Regions from separate parts of the Zea mays genome. Here region 1 is linked to region 2. The links are chromatin contacts, called in public Hi-C maps. All regions are on one chromosome and are shown on one strand. The core of a region is the stretch at or near the end of the contact, and the rest is flanking DNA. Distances in the headings are between cores, read along the strand shown. Region 1 holds the start of LOC100192779 (Plastocyanin major isoform chloroplastic). Region 2 holds the start of LOC103638194 (protein MEI2-like 2).

What was found. A called contact is a pair of places that touch in the nucleus more often than the background predicts.
Region 1: a contact with region 2 is called in a Hi-C map of bundle sheath, with 4 times the contacts expected there. The contact joins the promoter of LOC100192779 here to the promoter of LOC103638194 in region 2. A contact is called at or near these places in 3 of 25 Hi-C or Micro-C datasets (bundle sheath, ear and leaf).

The regions. Positions count from the first base shown.
Region 1 is chr9:30,973,676-30,979,184 of Zm-B73-REFERENCE-NAM-5.0, forward strand. LOC100192779 (Plastocyanin major isoform chloroplastic) reads left to right here and starts at 3,534. Exons shown (of 1, transcript NM_001137975.2): 1 at 3,534-4,413. The coding sequence starts at 3,669. The coding sequence ends at 4,136. It overlaps LOC109942404 (BTB/POZ domain-containing protein), which reads right to left. Exons shown (of 13, transcript XM_020544364.2): 11 at 5,404-5,484; 12 at 5,258-5,326; 13 at 4,590-5,193. The coding sequence ends at 4,981.
Region 2 is chr9:30,611,060-30,616,928 of Zm-B73-REFERENCE-NAM-5.0, forward strand. It overlaps LOC103638194 (protein MEI2-like 2), which reads left to right and starts at 2,411. Exons shown (of 13, transcript XM_008661186.3): 1 at 2,411-2,721; 2 at 3,313-3,374; 3 at 3,444-3,599; 4 at 4,123-4,589; 5 at 4,708-4,866; 6 at 4,948-5,064; 7 at 5,160-5,311; 8 at 5,771-5,865. The coding sequence starts at 3,341. It overlaps LOC100192757, which reads left to right. Exons shown (of 8, transcript NM_001137955.3): 8 at 61-579. The coding sequence ends at 348. It also overlaps the pseudogene LOC103639860.

The DNA.
Region 1 (5,509 bases), core at 2,284-4,783, 360 kb after region 2:
TAATGTCTGTTTCATAATAATAAAAAACTGGATATGATTCAATAAAACAATACATGCTGTGAACAGTAATGTATTAACTATAACATAATGGAATAAATAAATGTATGCAGTCACAAAAACAACTAGCTAACCACTCAATTACCAATTGAACATCATCTATGAAAAAAAACTTTAACTGATATGCATAAACATGTATTCTAATGTGCGTAACCAACTGTGTAAATGTGCGTAACCAACTGTGTAAATGTGCGTAAATGTATTAAATCAACTGCATAAATATTTTTCACCCTCGCTGTAATCCTTACAATGCAGTATGAACAAAAAACAACACATTTGTTGACGGTTGAAGTCGATCCAATGAAATGTGCGCGAGCTAGGGTTAGGAAGAACACACCGTAGATGGTTGGGGAAGGGCTACCAGTTGGAGCGGTACCCGTTGACGGCGGCGAATATGGAAGATGGCGGAGAACGTGGAAGCGGTCGGGTCGGCGGAGAGCGTGGAAGCAGACGCGTCGACGGAGAAACTGGGGTTTTCTCCGGTCTGGACTCCCGTCTCCTAACGCAGCGGCGGGAATATTGGAGCGCGGATTGGGGACACCGAGGAGGCGCCGCTCAACTGCCGATTGCGACTGGATCGACAGCGAGCGGCGAGGGGAGCGGAGTCGTCGGGGATGGTTGAGTCGGCGGAGATTCCCGGAGTCGCGCGGCGAGGTTGGGGTTTTGCGGTTATGGAAACTGAGACCGGGAGAAAAGGAGCTAATGGAGGAGCACGTCAGTATATATATGGAATCTGAAAAGTCGGTCGGCTGTGAATGCACGTGCGTTCATATTTGGCTGGGGCTTCCTTTAGCTAAATAGAGCCCATGGCTCTAATACATATAGTATATATATATATATAGGGAAGAGGTAATGGAAGCCCTGGGCTTCCGTTAGTGAGCGAAGCCCCAGCCAGGAGGCCGATCGGGTCGCGTTCGGCCCACTAGACGCCAGCTTGCGTCAGCCATGCATAGGATAGCCACGTATCCCGGCTGAGACGCGACATGCGATATATGCACGCATAAATATATGTACAAATGTGCATAACTCATGCATAAATAGAATCTTTTATGCCACGAATCACGGGAACGAATATTTGCATGTGCTTGCCGGTTACGACTGCATAACGCTGCGATACATGATAGCGTAAACCATGCAAACATTTAAAATCTCCCACCGGTTTTAAGATAAGGAAAGACGTGCTCTTCGTGCGCGTAAATAAAGGCGCAGTTACAGGAGGAAAAAATACGCACGCATAAATCATGCATAGAAAGGATCTTTTGTACCTTGACTCACGGAAACGAATATTACCATGTGCACACCGTTTACGACTGCATAACGATGTGTAACATGATAGCATAAACCATGCATTATATAAATTTTGACCGGTTTGATATAAGGAAAGACGTGCTGCATAATCGCGTAAATAAAGGGACAGTTACGGTTCGAGGAGCATTAGTAGAAGGAAATAAATTTTAATTTACAGCCGCAGTTTGCGGGTTCTGCTCGGGCGAATTCCAGCGTAAAACGTGAGCTAAAACATCGTAAATGAGTACGAAATTTAGCGTAAATCATATATCTGTTTTGTAACAGCAAACGAAGCCCAAAATTACGGCGTAAAAATCGCGTGCACCCAATCGTGCGTGGGTTCTGGCTAGGGCAGATTCCGGCATAAAACGTGAGCTAAAACATCGTAAATGAATACGAAATTTAGCGTAAATCCTATATTAGCTAAAACAGCGTAGATTGATCACGTTCGATCGTGCACGGATTTTGGCTTGGTCAAATTTCAGCGTAATACGTGAACCAAACAGCGTAAATGGGTACAAATTTTATCGTACATCATCAATCTATTTCGTAACAACGAATGTGGCCTAAATTACGACGTCAAAATCGCGCTCCGATCGTGCTCGGGTTCTAGGTCAGGTGGATTTAAGCGTAAGACGTGATCCGAAACAACGTAAATGGATACGAATTTTAGCGTAAATCAATGATCTGTTTTAAAACGACGAATGTGGCACTTGCTTTTTAGTGGAAGCGTAAAATGCAATAAGAAAGAACCTAAGACAAAATCTTTTTTTTGCCGACCTATACATGCGACATGGGGGTGAATTAATAACTGAACGAACCCAAGACAAGAAAGAAAACGATGAAGCCATTTGCTGTTCCTGAATCTTGATCCGTCACGCTCACGGTGGTCAGAAGAACAAGAACTTTGACTTGGAGATGCATCTGAAGGGGAGCACGGTGCCGTTGGGCCAGAAGAAGCGGAGCTGGCACGCCAGGCGCGTCCACTGGTCGACGCCGACGATCCCCGCGACCTTCCATCACGTCCGGGCCTCCCATCCACCCGGAACGGCACCACGCCGTCGCGGAGCGCGGCCTCCATGGCGGCGCTGCCGGCGTCGCCCAGCGGGGCGCCCTGCGCGCGTGCCACGTACGCCAGCGGGAGGACGCCCCTGGCGGGCACGCGGAACGGGTAGGCGCGGAGCACCGCCAGCCCGCCCGCACCGCCACGTACGGCACGCGGGGCTGCAGCAGCACCACCACCACAAGGACGGCCACGGCGCCCAGCAGCACCACGACCGCCAGCACCAAGAACAGCACCACCGCCGCCCACTCCGCCGCGCCCGACCGGTGCCTCCTGAAGCTGTACCGCCGCAGACGCTGAGGCTCCTCCTCGCGCCCCCTCCACGACCACCAATCCGCCGGCTGGAGAGCGCCGCAGCGGCCGGGGCTCTCCTGCTCACGAGCGCCTGCTCGCACGCCCGAGGGAACCGCCGCCGCCGCTAAAACCTAATCTCTGGCGGCGTGGGGGTGTTTTTATAGTGACGGCGTGGGACTGGATAATTGTGAGCGCGTGGGCAGGATCGTGGGCCCGATTCACGTAATATGTGCAGACTATATTTACATAAACTGATACACACATCAACATAACTCGTATTATAATTTAGCGTAAGCACAGGTAGGTACAATAAGCCAAAAAAGGTCCGTGCGGTCTGCACAACTGGTCAGGGCTTCCTGTAGTTAAATAGAGCACAGGGCTCTAAATACTATATATATATATATATATATATATATATATATATATATATATATATATATATATATATATATATATATATATTCGAATGAATGATGTTAAATCTAGACACATACGTTAAGTAACATATTGTATGAATCTTTTAATTATCTAAAACGAATTTTAATTTGGGACAATATACTACGTTGGCTGTTTAAGAGCACACTATCTATATAATAGTATGTCGCATTGGATTTGCAATGTGTACATGGTGTATCCACACGTGGGGGTACGTACGTACGGGATTGATATATAGGTCTAGGTGAAGAAGACAATACAAGCGGCAGAAATGTAATCCAGAATGGATGCGTGACAGCCATAGGCTGGGATAAGAAAATCCGATGGCGCGCGTCGCTGGGCCACCCATTCGTCGTCGTCTCGTCACGATCTCATCCTCCGATCCTCCATGACCTGTGCTGCATGGCATGCACTTGTATTTCTTGTGCCTGCTTAATGCTGGGCTATCCGCCGGTCTCTTGCTCTGATAGCTTGCTCCAGGACGTACGTACGTACGTAGATCGATCCATCGATCGCTAGCTAGCTGACGACCATGGCGTCCCTCTCCTCTGCCGCCATCACCGCCCCTTCCTTCACGGCCGCGCCCGCTCGCGCAGTGGTCAGCAGGAGGTCCTTCACCGTGCGTGCCTCTCTCCGCAAGGCCACTGCCACCGCCGCCGTGGCCGTTGCCGCCAGCGTCCTGCTTGCCGGCGGCGGCGCCATGGCCCAGGAGGTGCTGCTGGGCGCAGGCGACGGCGGGCTCGTCTTCGAGCCCAGCCAGTTCACCGTCAAGGCCGGCGACACCATCACCTTCAAGAACAACGCCGGCTTCCCGCACAACGTCGTGTTCGACGAAGACGAGGTGCCGAGCGGCGTCGACGCCTCCAAGATCTCGCAGGAGGAGTACCTCAACGCGCCAGGCGAGACCTACTCCGTCACCCTCACCGTGCCGGGCACCTACGGCTTCTACTGCGAGCCGCACCAAGGAGCAGGAATGGTCGGCAAGATCACAGTCAACTAAAGCTAGCTATCCATTCCATGCATCTCGATCTGTATGTACTCCGCCCGTCGATGGATGATGCATCCATCTCTACTTGTTTTCCTCACATGTACAACAATTAATGCAACAAATTAAGTACGTACTTGAGAGAGAGACCCTTCTTCTTCTTTTCTTTTTTTTTAATGCAGCGGTATTGTTTGCACATGCTGTCACGAAAATTTATATATATATAACCAGATATACTTTTAATCATGTTGTAAAAAATTTATCAGTATGATTGAATAAATTTATCTAGGTCAAGCTACTAGTTTATGCCTCCATTTATAGTATGATTGAATAAAAAATAAAGTACTAAACTACTATAAGTGTCTCTCAACTTCAATAAATGCTTAGAAGTAGTCCATCCTTAACCTTGTTTTCCATCCGTTCAAAAACGGCAGTGAGATCCATAAGCAGGAGTGTAGGAACCATACATTGTCCAAAAAAAATATCATCATTGTGGTTTAACTTAAATTTGTCTCTACGGAACAAATGTTAGTTACAATGATCTTATTTCATCATTAATTACCAAAACTTTTGATGGTCTAGATGCTTTCGCGAGTATAAGATAGCTTAAGCAAAGGTACCGTACGAGTGTAGTATGCAAATAAACGGGAGATAATGTTGACATGATCTTTTCGTGAGTATAAGATAGGCCATCGGAGTCTTAGGCCTATCGTTCTAACAACTTTCTTTTTCAACTGTGAATACTTGTTTCATGATGTGCAATGACCAGCAATTGTGGCATCGCAGGTAATATTACTTGTGTTTGCACAAAAACTCCGGCATCTATATTTTTTATTAAGAAGAAGAGGAAGAAGAAGATCTAATGGAAGTAGCCGTAGAGCTCGAGGAAGCAAATGCAGAGGTTCCACGTACAGCCGACGGCAGGGCCTGTCAGGGCGACCCTGAAGAATCGGAAGGGCAGAAGGGCCGCCGGGCCAACGATGGGCCAAGAGGCGAACTGGCCTGGATAGCAGACGGTAGGGTCGCTGTCGTGGACACGGAGGCTTGTCCAGTTCCGGCCGTCCATGGATCCCTGCCAGCTTCATAGGTTCAGCCTCGCTCCATGCAACACCAAGCATTAGTTAGTTAGTATATACCTGGAAAGCCCAAGACCTCATGAATGCTGTGGAGCCATCCTGCCTCACCGTGTAGTAGTTGCACATCAACTGTAAGGCAATTCGCCATCCCATTATCTACTGCATTGGCAACCATCAGATCAGATGCCAGGAATATATGAACCAACCTGGTGCTCCTGTCCGATGTCTACCATCCACCAAGAAACCCTCTTGCCATTTTCAACACAAGGCCCAGCAAAACATGTCCCCTACAATCGTCAAATCATATCAAAT
Region 2 (5,869 bases), core at 1,161-3,660:
TATCTCTCTGGCAGTGGCAGCAGTCATGTGAAGAGATGTAAAGACGATGCACATCTGCAGGCTAAGGCCGATGGTTTTCTTCCTGGTGGCGCCAGCCTTCACAGCTGCATGACACCGCATGGGCCAGACACCAAGACGTACGAGGCAACGATCAGCCGTGCTGCTGCCAACGAGCCATCCAGGCTCAGTGGTACGTTGGCGTTCATGTTTGAGTCTTGGCTTATCCCTCGCGTGTGCCCATGGGCTCTGGATTCCCCGTGTCGGGACCTCGACTACTACCAGTGCTGGATCGGATTGAAGTCACACTTTTCACCTCCTGCTGCTGCTGTTGATGATGAGAACGAGTAGCTGCTTACAGCAGCAGTCTTGGAACGGACAGGCAGCGAACTGAAACTGGGGTGGATATGCTGTACGTCGTGTCCTGCTTGCTGTCGGTTTCTGAAGCTTTTAGCTGGCAGGGACAGGCGGCTGTTGGCTTTGCTGATTGCCCAACCCTCTCCTGTAATATTAATCCTACCAGAGAAACTTAAACTTGACTCAACCGATATGCTATTAAATAAATAAAGCAAGCAAGTTAGGATACGAGTTACCAGAGTTGTCACGGTTCCAGCAACCCGTAGCCAGTGCTGTCACGTATCAGTGAGTACGTGATTGCGACAAAAACACACACACATGTTAATATGTATTTTTGTTAGTCACAATAATCGTGTGTTGTTATTAATCACCAGAACTGTAGAGGACCTAGATGGTTTCATACGCATCACACTCAACTTGTTAGTCACAATATTTGACACAATGACGACTATAAAGGACCTAGATGATTTCATTACAACTCATCCTTTCTTGCTCTCTTTTTCCATTCTAAATGCTGAATTAGGAAGAGCCTTTGTCTAATGAGAAATTTAAAATTTGTTAGTCGATATAATTAGTAGCCTCATTAATATATCGAGAGTAGCTTATGTGTATCAATCATTCTCATTACCCGAGAAATTTGGAATTTTGCCATTATGAAAACTGGACTTCGCTGGATTGCCATTAAATTTGTGGGTTTCGTTCAAGTGCCATTATCAACTAAGACACATACGCTGAAATGCCTTTTGGCTATTTAACAAAAAGAAAAACCAATTTAATTGGGTTAGAGAGGGCGCACGGACTCATTTGCCCTTCTCTTCTTCGTTTCGTCGCTCCGCTCAGCCATCCGGTACTTGACCGGCGTGGAGGGGCGCAGGAGTGCCATAGCGCGGCGCCGGATCTAGGCGAGCTTATTGAGGAGCGTGGTGGCCATGGTGGAGAGCTGGTCGAACTCGCGGTTGGCGGCGGCAATCCGGTACTTGGCCGGCGCGGAGCCCGTGAGCGTGGCATCGCACCCGATCCCAGCCTGACCCGTGAATGGCAGCAGCGCGCGCCGCCACATAGCCGCGCATGAGGCGCAGCGCGAGCACGGACGTCGCGCCGTACAGGATGCTGCACGCCTCCAGCGGGTCCCGCGCGGCCGGGTCCCCGCCCTCGCCCTTGCGCCGCGCCATCCCCGCCGCGACGTCATGCGCCGAGGCCCTGCTCGCGGCCGCCAGGTCCGCCGCCATCAGAAGGTGGCCATGCCGGCCATGCCGGTCCGCGGAGGCGGCGCCCGGCACGGACCCCAGTTGCAACGCGCAGAAGGCCACGTCCACGAAGTCGCGGATCGTGTCGCACGAGCCGGGCAAGTACCAGATGGCTGAGCGGAGCGGCGAAGCAGAGAAACGGAGAAGAGAAGGGCAAATGAGTCCGTGCGCCCTCTCTGACCCAATTAAATTGGTTTTTCTTTTTATTAAATAGCCATAAGGCATTTCAGCGTATGTGCCTTGGTTGATAATGGCACTTGAACGAAACCCACAAATTTAATGGCAATCCAGCGAAGTCCAGTTTTCATAATGGCAAAATTCCAAATTTCTCCTCATTACCCTTAGGTAGGTCAAGAGAGAGTTTTTTTTACTCTTGGTGAAATGCATCACTTAGATAGTTTGGCGACATATAAATTAATTTATTTATGAGAAATGCATATGGATAGGGGAGAGTAGGGTAGCATTCCTAGAGTTGGGGAGATTAGAATGTTGTGACGTCGGCGTCACTGACAGGTGGGACCTACTTGGGTTTGTCTGGGCCCGCCACTTGCATGCTCATGGAGCAGCGGAGGAGTGGAAGGCGCACGTGACGTGAGGATGAGAGGAGCGCGGGCGGTCCAGTACAGGGCCAGGCTCACACCAATCATCGCACCTGTCATGTCGCAATCCACCAATGGATTTCTTTCTCTCCTTTTTCTTTCTTATTTTATTTGTTCTACTCATCATCAGAGTATATTATTACTTATTATTCTGCCTGCCGTATATAGTATATATAATTAATACGTATATTAAACGAGAAAAAACAGTTTTTGTACGTGTAGCGGCTGCCGTGGAGGGAGGGAGAGCAGCATCCTCCTCCGCTTTCTTCCTTCTTTCTCCTTGTGTGTTGTGTTGGGGTGTCTCTCCCCTTTATAAAACCCAACTACGACTAGGGAAACGAAAGGAAAGGAAAGGAAAGGAATGCAAGGAAGGAGAGACACAATCGGCGGCAACAGCGATTGATTTCGTCCGCCGCACCTCTCCTCTCTCTCCGCCGCCGTCGCCGCCGCCAACAAGGGCGAAACCTTCCGATTTCTTCCACTTCTGCTGTTAGGGTTCCGCCTCCACCTGCTCTGCTCTGGTGAGTTGTTATCTTCCCTCCGTTTCTCTTTCTTCTCTTTTTCCCCCCTTTCTGGTGATGATGCATGCACACATGATGAGATTGCTCTGCCGATTGTCAGTCCTCTCTCCCTCAGCCGCAACCGCAACCCCGCCAAGGGACAACGCAAATCCTTCCTCTTATCAGCTTCAGTCACTACTACACCTACCTGTACCACACTGTTCGTCCTCCTCGGTTCTTTTGCTCCTAATCCTTGCCACTACCCGATCTATCCCTTCACTTCCGCCGCGCACCTGCATGTGCCTTTGTGTTTATGTCTAGATTCATCGCACCGGACCCATCTTGTGCGATTGGATTCGATTGCTTCCGTATTCCTCATCGCTATTTCTGGGTCAAACTCCTTGTTGCGTCTATCCAAATCCTTTCTTGCATGTTTGACTATCCCTCCCGTGCCAAACCCAAACAAAATAATAATAATAAAACCCCTTTCGCCCCCCATTCACCTTAGTTCAAACTTCGTCTCAATACCCTTCTATCAGATTCTTGTGCGCACGACCCAACCCAAATGAGTAAATGACAGACGACGACATATGCTCAACCCTTTCTGTGCAGGTATCTTCTGCGCAATGCCAATGCTGTAATGGATCGATCGTCAGATTCTTCCAATCCACCAGGTTCATGTTCCACGACAATCACGCTGTATTTCTCAATGCGGTTGCTCTAACTTTGTAACATTGTACCAGGTCTTGCCGTGCCTGCCGCCTCAAAGCCACCACAGATGGCCGCAAATAACAACCCTTGGAGGGCCCCTCTGCCACCGCTGCTCAATGCTCGCGCTGGTTTTGGTGGCGATACAAGCCTCTTCTCAACCTCGCTGCCGGTTCTTCCTCATGAAAAGTGTATGTGTTCTGCTTTTCATCGTCATAAATTAATAATGCACTTGAGCCATACCAAGTTTCTAGCCAAATGCTCATGTGCGGAGAGCGCGACAACTTTACTGCCCTATCGAGTATCTTTGCTCATGGATGAACACGATTTTCTGCCTATGAGAAATTGACCAGTGGATGCCTATTGAGTATATTTGCTCATGGGTCAACATGATTTTCTGCCTATGGGAAATTGACCAGTGGATGCCTATTGAGTATCTTTGCACATGGGTAAACATGATTTTCTGGCTATTGGAAATTGACCGATGGGTGCCAGGGAGTGGTAAATTAAATGTGCGAGAGGGAGCAGATGATCTTAGGGCGATTAATTCCTATATAATAAATTGTTCTGTAGTCACGCCCCCGTTTCTTTTTCCTTTCGATTTATTGCAAATTCGATGCATCAGAAGTCTCACAAATCTACCATTTTGAATATTAGTACATGTTGACAATGTTTTTTTATATTTCTGATGACATCTCCAGCCATTTCTTTCAGTGATCTTTGCTGATTCTTCTCATGGTACCCCACCAATGGATGACACTTTGACCAAAATGAAAGTCCTGGCTAATGATCCTGATGAGAAGGACTACAAATTTGATTTTGATCTTCGGCAGATAGATGACTTGTTGCCAGATGAAGATGAGTTTTTCGCGGGGATCACTGATGAGACTGAGCCCGTTGCGCAGACAAATACCACGGAGGAATTGGAGGAGTTTGATGTGTTTGGCAATGGAGGGGGCATGGAGCTGGACATTGACCCTGTGGAGAGCATCACAGTTGGTTTTGCAAATTCAAGTATTGTCGACGGGGCTAGATGCAATAGCATCAACCCTTTTGGTGTCCCAAGCACTGTAGGAACTGTGGCTGGGGAGCACCCGTTTGGAGAGCACCCTTCGAGGACCTTGTTTGTAAGGAACATCAATAGCAATGTCGAGGACTCTGAACTGCGATCTTTGTTTGAGGTATCAACTGCAGTGATTGTAAATATCTTCATAACATTTATGATTATGATTTTGACCCCTTCATGTATTTCTCTGTTACTGAAAAGTTGAATCTCGTTGTGGTCTATTGTTATTTCAGCAATATGGGGACATCCGGACCCTTTACACTGCAACAAAGCACAGGGGCTTTGTAATGATATCTTATTTTGATATCAGAGCTGCACGGAATGCAATGCGCGCATTGCAGAACAAACCTCTGAGGAGGAGAAAGCTGGACATTCATTTTTCCATCCCAAAGGTTGTTTGTTGTTTCGGTTTTATTTATCAGACACACCAACAAAATTACTTCTTGGAATGATCGTTGTGTTTGATTTTGCAGGAGAATCCATCTGACAAAGATTTGAACCAGGGAACTCTTGTTATTTTTAACTTGGATCCGTCGGTTTCTAATGAAGAGGTTCGCCAGATTTTTGGGGCATATGGTGAAGTAAAGGAGGTTAGCATGCAAAGTATTGTCTCCCTTCATTCTGCTTTTGATGCTCCTTCCCTATTCATGCTGACGGTGCTTTGTCTTCTACTTTTCATCTGCAGATAAGAGAGACACCAAACAAGAAACACCATAAGTTTATTGAGTTCTATGATGTAAGAGCAGCAGAGGCTGCTCTTCGGTCACTGAATAAAAGTGAGATAGCTGGAAAACGAATCAAGTTGGAACCAAGTCGTCCTGGTGGAACACGCAGAAAGTATGACTCTGATTTAGTTTTCAAGGCTATTTGCTTGTTACAGTTTCTCACCAATATTCTGTATATATATATATATATATATATATATATATATATATATATATATATATATATATATATATTGCTGGAGCTGTCATTTTGCTGTGGTTCTGGGTGCCACATTCTTATGATTCTGATAAGCTTGCAAGTTAGATGTATAGTGCAGTGCCGGCTAACTTTATTTTGAATAATTCACTTGCAATTTAAATTGTCCGTTTCTTTACTCCTTCCTGAGTCATTTAATGTGTGTGAATCTACATGTCTGAAATTGAGTTTTTTGGCACCATGCTGTTTCACTTACTTTTCCTACATGTCAATTTTTCCCATGTAGTTTACTGATCATTACTGATCTGATATTTTTAAATTTTTTCTAATGTAGTTTACTGATCTGATATTTTTTTTTGTTTTCTTATGACTTAGCTTGATGCAGCAACTTGGTCACGATTTGGACCAAGAAGAGCCAAGAACCTACAGACATTCTCATGTTGGTTCACCTATTGCTAACTCTCCTCCAGGTAC